2 separate regions of the Mus musculus genome follow, and region 2 is linked to region 1. A link is a contact called in public Hi-C data. All regions are on one chromosome and are shown on one strand. Each heading gives the region's core, a stretch centred on a gene start, on an enhancer-like site or on the middle of the called end of the contact. The rest is flanking DNA. Distances are from core to core; before and after follow the strand shown. Region 1 overlaps Tg (thyroglobulin). Region 2 has its middle 5.7 kb from the start of Gm31342.

Evidence for each region. A called contact is a pair of places that touch in the nucleus more often than the background predicts.
Region 2: a Hi-C map of the MNK3 cell line shows a contact between it and region 1, with 4 times the contacts expected there. The contact joins two enhancer-like sites. A contact is called at or near these places in 1 of 39 promoter capture datasets (the C10 cell line), 6 of 484 Hi-C or Micro-C datasets (LSK cells, the MNK3 cell line, Th1 cells and 3 more), 3 of 115 datasets of contacts at active chromatin or transcription factors (CD8 T cells, effector CD8 T cells and memory CD8 T cells) and 1 of 9 other capture datasets (adipose tissue).

Annotation. Positions count from the first base shown.
Region 1 is chr15:66,798,094-66,801,806 of GRCm38.p6, reverse strand. The region is part of intron 41 of Tg (thyroglobulin); the gene reads right to left. Sla (src-like adaptor) reads left to right here. Exons shown (of 9, transcript NM_009192.3): 3 at 279-376. The coding sequence starts at 316. Among named protein-coding and RNA genes, the nearest start is that of Sla, 32 kb to the left of the region's middle. Within about 2 kb of position 1,671, at least 17 of the 459 cell types and tissues checked have an H3K27ac peak or open chromatin away from gene starts, as enhancers often do. A contact at or near this core is called in CD8 T cells, the MNK3 cell line, effector CD8 T cells and 1 more, where this site is marked.
Region 2 is chr15:67,043,478-67,047,190 of GRCm38.p6, reverse strand. No RefSeq gene overlaps it. Among named protein-coding and RNA genes, the nearest start is that of Gm31342, 5.7 kb to the right of the region's middle. Within about 2 kb of position 1,625, at least 73 of the 459 cell types and tissues checked have an H3K27ac peak or open chromatin away from gene starts, as enhancers often do. A contact at or near this core is called in CD8 T cells, the MNK3 cell line, effector CD8 T cells and 1 more, where this site is marked.

The sequences.
Region 1 (3,713 bases), core at 422-2,921:
TCAGCAATAGTGTTGGAGGAATGGAAACTTTTGCCACCAACAGCATTTGCTAGCAACTTCCTTCTCTGTGGTTTTTGTCTGTCATCCCCTTGATAAAAGAATTTGAGCTGTGCCTCTGTCACCAACACTCATGAACTGCATCTTAACATAAAAAACAGCCCCCTTTTAAGAAGCAGGCTGCTTGAGAAATGATGCACCATGTGCTCTGAACTAGGTCACTCTCCACTCAGGGAGCTCTGGGTGTGCTTCACTCTGCATGTGTGTCTCTCGTACTGCAGGCTTCGAGTACCTTCCACAGCTCAAGGAGAGAAAGAGATGGGGAATAGCATGAAATCCACATCTCCACCTTCGGAGAGGCCGTTATCCAGCAGTGAGGGTAAGTCTGACTTCTCTAGAGAGATATTTAACTCAGTCCTGTAATAGCCCACTGTGGGTGGTGGCTCTTGTTAAAACTGGGCAGTGGGTACCTGTGTGACATTGTATCATTCCCTCACTTTGTGCTTCAAATAGTTAAGAATGAACATTTGGAAGGGTTAGATACTTGGCGGTGTGAAAGTGTTGTCATCTTTAGAGGGAACTCTGAGACTGGTAGGCTCCTTTGACAGAGTACATACAGGTTTTGAGCCACTGTAAAGTTTAAAATCTCAAATCCTGTGTGCATGTGTTCTTGAAAGAGCCATGAACTGAGAGCAAGGCCTCTGAGAGGAGGCAGAGGGAGTTCAGCGCTCCTCAGCTCATGACTTCCGGTTTGTCTATCTGTATACACTGTAGTTTTCCTACATGAAAAGCATAGGCTTCCAACTTTCCTCCCTTCCTCCCTTTCTCTCTCCTCCTTTCTCCCTCCACCTCTCCCTCCCTCCCTCCCTTCCTCTCTCTCTGAATTTTAGGAATACAGTCTGGGGCAGAAGGGCCTTTATGCTTGAGCAAGTCTAATGAAAACAAACCTCAAAAGACTTGCCCATTTGCTTTTACTTTTAAAATGCTAATTGACATAAAGTAAAATTTTTTCTTTTTCCACTATGTGGGCAAGAGGCTGCATCTGAGAAGGAGGTTCAGGGGTCTCCCTCTGACTGCTGGTTTAGAAAAATTTCTCCGGCCTGTACCAGGGTATACTCCAGATAGTCGCACAATTGTCCCACCCTGAAAAGCTTCCTCTGTTGTCAGGTCTGATTCTACTTCATCTTTCTTCACATACCTATTTGAATGAGGGAGAAGTTGCCAGGTCACTGCTACTCTAATTGACTCGAATCAGGCATTGCCTGAATTGCTGAGGCTTCCTCTGATAGCCTGGGTGACAAAAAGCTCAGGGCAGGAGGTTCTGCCCTATGAATCTCAAGACAAAAGAATTCTCTTGGCCTTTAAGAGCTCCTTCTTCAGCATGCCAGGACAGTGAATGCCTGGGCATGTATGTTCTTCATCAGGGTGATTCCTAGGAACTAATGTCATAAAGAAGTAGTCAATCTGTTGGGAATAGTGTACATTTCAGAGGAAAAAGACCCCCAAGTGGTGTCCTTTAGAAGCTGTGTGACCTTGGGGAAGTACCCCCAGTCTTCTATGGCTTTCCTAAGGGACTTAACCTTGATCTTGTGCCACCACAGTAGAGCAAAGAGCAGTGACCTGGTTGTAGGGTGGGAACACTTTGAGATCCACTTGAGGTCTGCTAACCTCAGTAGATTGTATCTATATAACCATCCCTCAAGTGTGAGCTTCCCTCAAGTGTGAACATCCCTCAAGTATGAATGCAGTGGAACTGGCAACCCCAGGAACTTTCTCACAGAATTGCAAATAGTGAATTTTCCAGTCCACACAAACTTCAGACACCTCCTCAGGGAGGGCCACATGCATACAGCACAGAATTAATTAAAAACCGGGGGCCTCCCAGGATGTTGGGGAAACACATTTCCACCCAATAAAGACAACCTAGTTACTCTGCTGTAATAGTCCCCTCCCCCACTCCTGCCGATTGGTTTCTTCCATCTGCATTACTGTGACCTACAGTGACACCTCATGTCTGAATTGACCATGCAAACCAGCTGTGCTCAGAACCCATGCCACTGTGCCCAGGTACAAATCAAATCACACCCAGTCAACATGCCCTTGCAGAGTTGATACCCGTGAAAAACAGGACTGAGCAAGGTAAGGAGAGGAAGGAAACAAGTAAATCTGAAGGCCCAGCAGAACTGTGATGGCGGGTGGAAGGTGGATATCAGCGAGCTGTGTTTCCAACCAGGCCCTGGAAGGTCTTACGCCCCTAAAGCTAGCAGATCCCAGGCCAGTGCTAGTTGTGCTTTCATATCTAAGACAATCACGAGCTGACTAGCCAGGTCATCATGGTGTCTCCTCAGTTCTCATTTTTATGACAGTGATAATTGTAGTGTGGCTTGGTGCCTGAGGTGTGCCACACATGGCTCTAAGAGCTTTATGCATATGATGTGAGCCATTGGATATACATATGCATATCACATAAGAATAGCATCTCACGTGAAAATTCCTTCAAAGCAGCTCCTAATTTTTATAATAGTCCAACCACATTATCACTATCACACTCTTCAATTTGCAGTCGAGGAAACTGAGGGCATGTCATAGGCCATGCCTAATGTCCTCCAGCTCATCAGGGATGTGAGAGGAGAAACAAGCAGATTAACTGAGTGTAGTGGTCAGAGTCCTCCCCTGTCTTTAAAAAACAAAAACAAAAACAAAAGAACTCCATCATAATCCCAGGGTAGACTGTGCTCAGAGAGAGGATATGCCAGGAGTAAGGAATTATGCCCAGTTAACAGATTCAATGACACAAAAACTCTTGGGCCATTGCAAGAACTTATAAATGAAGTACCAGTCAGATCTTAGCTTAGGTCCTCATTTCTATATCACTAACCCATTCCTGGAGCATGGGGTGGCTTTAAGTGGAAGGATATTTGACTTCTGAGTCATTTTACCCTTAAAGAATATAAAATACAAGTAGGTAACCTATCAAATCCATACCTGTAGATGGTAGGACCCACAGACCTGGCTTCCATGCATCAGCAGAACTTCGTAGGCCTTCCTCCAAGCCAGCCTGCAGCTCCATCTGGTTGGCTATGTTCATATGTGCTGCTTTGCTTACTGATAAACTTACTGAAAGTCAGGCCTAAAGGTGACCTTTCAGAGGCAATGTGTTTGGATATGAGTCAAAACAGGATGAAAGCAGAAGTTGAAATAATGCAGCCATTTAGCCCTGCACCCACTAGCCACAGGTGTTGCCTGCATGAGCTCTGAATGCTCACTTGGATCTATCTGGTCTTTATCTGTGGGGGATGGATTGTTGATTGAGGAGAGCCTAGACCCAAGGTGCAAAAAGAGCTAAATGAAGTGACCATAGGCCTGTAGTCTCATGCTGTTCTGTGGACATGCCATCAACTCTCCAGCTTTGCTCATTCTATCCCCCAAGTAAGAATGGGTGACCCACAGGGCTGGGGAGAATATGAGAAAGAAGGGATGGGTACAGTTTCTACTACAGACACCAATGGGGCTACTGAGCAGGTGCTAACTTTAGAAATGAAGTGGCTGTGGCATGCTAAAGAAAAAACAGGCCACAAAGGCCTGCTCTTCGAGCTAGGTAACATGTGGCCAGTAACCTCTGTCTGGGTTCCTGTCCTTACATGATACATTTGTATATTCACTTCTCCATCCCTACTCATTCCCCAGGTATCAGCAAATATTTGGATTTTCCTTTT
Region 2 (3,713 bases), core at 376-2,875, 250 kb before region 1:
AGTCGTTGGACCTGGCCCACCCAGCTTAACCTCACTCAGAATAATTTGCATTCACGTTCGGTAGGCAGTCACCTCGCACAAAGCCTTTTTTTTTTTTTTTTTTTTTTTTTTTTAGTCACCCACATAATTATTGAATACTGCACTGAAATGGAGGGCATGGACCTGCTTCTGTAGCAATGTCAAACGTAGAAGCTCCAGAACTCTGGGAGCCGAGGACAGTCTGCATCTGGAAAGGGAAAGTCCTTTCTCTTCTTTTGGCCCCCAGGGTCTCTCTGCGCATTTGGTTTGAGTTGAGGAGCAAGCTCCGGAAATTCTGGAAGCCTGGGCTCTCACAGCGGCCTGCCTGAGGCTGAGCCTGGGGGAGGAGAGCAGAAAGGGCCTGGGGGGATGCAGAGACACAAACAAATCTGCAAACAAGGCCAGCATTTGTTTTCTCTGAGAGAAAAAGCCATTCAAGCCCCAGAATGGAACCCAGGGCTTCCTATGGCCCCGAAACCCAGGAAGCCTTGCAGGATCTGTCTCCACAGCCACCTCCACCCTGATTCTGCCTTGTGGCCTGATACTTCCTTGCACCTGTTGGAATAAAGCAGCTGCCTGTCCCCAAGGATCAAGGCTGAGAGCTGTTTGCTCTGGCCCAGCACCGGGGTTGGATGAGGCCTTTCTTCTCCTTCTCTGTCCAACTTTCTCTTCCTCCACGTCTGTGGCTCGAATCCCCAAAGAGGAAAGAGTCCTGATGGCTCTGATACAAAAAATATGAGACCGCTCATCTAGGGAGGAGGAAAATGGGGTAAAAACAACTTTGAGTAACCAGTGACAGGCCCGGGCTAAGCCATCTTCATGTGTAATAGCAGTCCCTGCAGAAAGTAGCACCTCAGATAACAAGCAGCTGGAGGTAATAAAAAAGTTACTCTTTCTAGAACAGTCTATTCCACAAGCACATCCAAGAAAGGTGGCAAGGGAGCAGGAAAAGATCATGGCATTCAATAAATAATGTGTTGGCCCAGCTCCAAGTCCCCATGACATGTGATGATGAAGACTTGTTTAGAAGGAAGGGACAAAGAGCTTAAGCTGCGAATGAGTTGTTTATTTTGTTCAGCTGAATACCTGCAGTCACGTCACGTGAGTGACTGGACCAGAGAGCACACTGCCCTCGAGCCCTTCATGCTCCAGTGTAAGGTCCAAGAGAGACGCTTATGCTTACGTTTTCTCAGCTTGACTTAGTTGAGTGCCTACTATGTGCCAAGGTCCACATCTATCTTTTACAAAACTGGAGGGGAGGGCTAATAAGCAGTGTCACCCAGGGCCACTCTGTGCCTTTGGGGACTGGGAAACCCTACTGTAGAAAATTATCCTTATTGATACAGATATGGATAACAGTGAAAGAAGTAGCATGTCTAGAGGTTATGCAGTGGACAGTCTGTCCAACTGTCTCTAGCATGGTTACTGCCATAAGGCATAAGGAATTCAAGTGGTTTTGGTCCCTTAGAGCCAAGGCTCCATACTGACATGCTAAACAGCAGTTGTCAATGAACGGAAAGGTTACAGTTATTAAAGAGACTACACTGGTGCAGATTCCTGACTTCCTGTAGTCACTCTCCATCTGGTGAGGTAATTATGTTAGAGGCTGTACTGGGTTTACCCTCACTTCCCACAAGACTCCTGTTTTGAGGTCAACCCTCCCCACCGGCTCTCAGAAGTGACTTCCTGTGAAATAGGGTGCAATGTTTATTCTTCCTAGTCAGTGTAAGATCCTAGAAGATTAGTGAGGCACAGCTCTCCCGTCAGGGAGGGAGTGTTCATCCAGAAATGATTGCACCAGGAAGGCTCATTGATTAGAAATTTAAATAATCTATTGGCTTGGGGGTGGGGCATGAAACTTCCTGACTGGTTGCAGAAGATGTGTTCTGGGGGTGATCCCTCCTGGCGCTGTTCTCCCTGCCTCCTCTCCGCCTAGAGGTAAGGAAGTTCCCCCCTCACCCAGAGGTTCAGCATAAACTAAATAACCTGAAACCATGGGCCAAAATAAATCTCTCCTCCCTAAGTTGTTTTCTCAGGTGTTGTGTTCACAAGGGGAGGTGGTCGAGGAAGCTCACACCATAGGCCTGTATGCAGGTAACTGCTCTACTGAAATGGCTCCAGGGCAAGAGGCAGCTGCTTTTTCCAGGAAAAGCCAGAGAGTTGGGAGCCAGAGAGCTGCCCTAGACAACATGTAAGTGAGCGCTCCTGGCCGCATCCCAGTACAACGCTATTTATGGACACTAACATTTGAATTCTGTCATTTTTCAAATGTTAGAAAATATTATTCTTCTGATTCTTTTTTTTTTTTTAATTATTTTTTCAGAAGTATAAAAACCATTCCTAGCTCTCTGGAGCTACAAAAACACACACGGTGCTGAATTTGGGTTGGTGCTCTAGGTCCTGACATTTAGCTTTTCTGGGAAACAACTTAGAGCGAGCCAGGGTTGGGGAGGGGCAGGTTATCAAGCCTGCGCTACCCTTATTTACAGAGGCAGGCACAGAGGACCTGAGTTCTGGGGCGCAGAGTCAGACTTGGGGCACAGTCCCCTCCTCCCAGCCTGAGGGCGGTTGTTTCCAAAACAAAGCCTGCACCCAAGGGCCCTGGCTCAGCTTCCACATAACTATTTTCTGGAGCACTGTGTCTCTGAGCCTCCGAGTGATGGGTTGAGAAGTTTGCTTAGGCCAGGGATGGGGCAAAACAAGCTGAGGGTTGGGATCCTATCACCTTGGTGGTGTGCTTCAATTCCCAGCTCATGCTGGACCACACTAAGTCAGTGAGTACTCCTGCCTCAGCACCCGTCCTCCTGGTGATCCGAACTCAAGGGAGGTGAACTCATTTCATCAGAGACACGCAGCTGTAAAGTGGCAACCTCGAGATTGAAATCTACTACAACTGTATCATTGCTGGGAGTCCAGGGGTTTCATGATTGGACCCTCTCTGTCCTCCTGGTTGCCAGGAAGATGACGGGCCACCAGGGCATTTTTCAGTACTGGTAGGAGTCATTCTAGCTATGGGGCAAATGGCAGGACACAGGTACGAAGTAATAATGAAATAATGTTATGGTTGGGGCCACCACAGTCTAAGGAACCATATTAAAGGGTTGCAGCATTGGAAGGCTGAGAAGCACTGATATAAAGAGAAATGGGGTTGTGATGGCTCATTTGTGTGTTAGGGAGTATAACTGTGGCTGGGACATAAAAGCATTTAAGATGCGGGGGAGATGGCTCAGACAGCAAGGGGCTTGCTGTACAAATATGAAGACTTCGGTTGGAATTCTGAGCATCCCCAAAAAAGCTGGGTGTGGCACCCCTGTAATTGTAGATCTGAGGAATCAAAGACAGAGGCACTCCTGGTGCTTTCTGGCAGATAGTCTCATTGAATTGTTGTGCTCCAGATTTAGTGAAAGACTCTGCCTCAAAGGGGAAAAAAAAAAGGTGGCGAGCCACACAAGACACTGGGTATCAACCTCTGACCTCCACATGGACCCTTTCACATCCCCTCCTCACTCTGGAATAGCTACCTACACTTGTTATCATTTTCTGGGAGCCCAGTAACAAACCTGACCGGAGTCCACCATCCCAGCCAGTATTTAATTAAAGCTTGTTTCAGATTTGGCTCAAACACAGTGGTCTTATTCTTGACCAGTGGGATTAACAACAACTGTGAAGATCTGAGTTCTAATCCCCCAAACCTA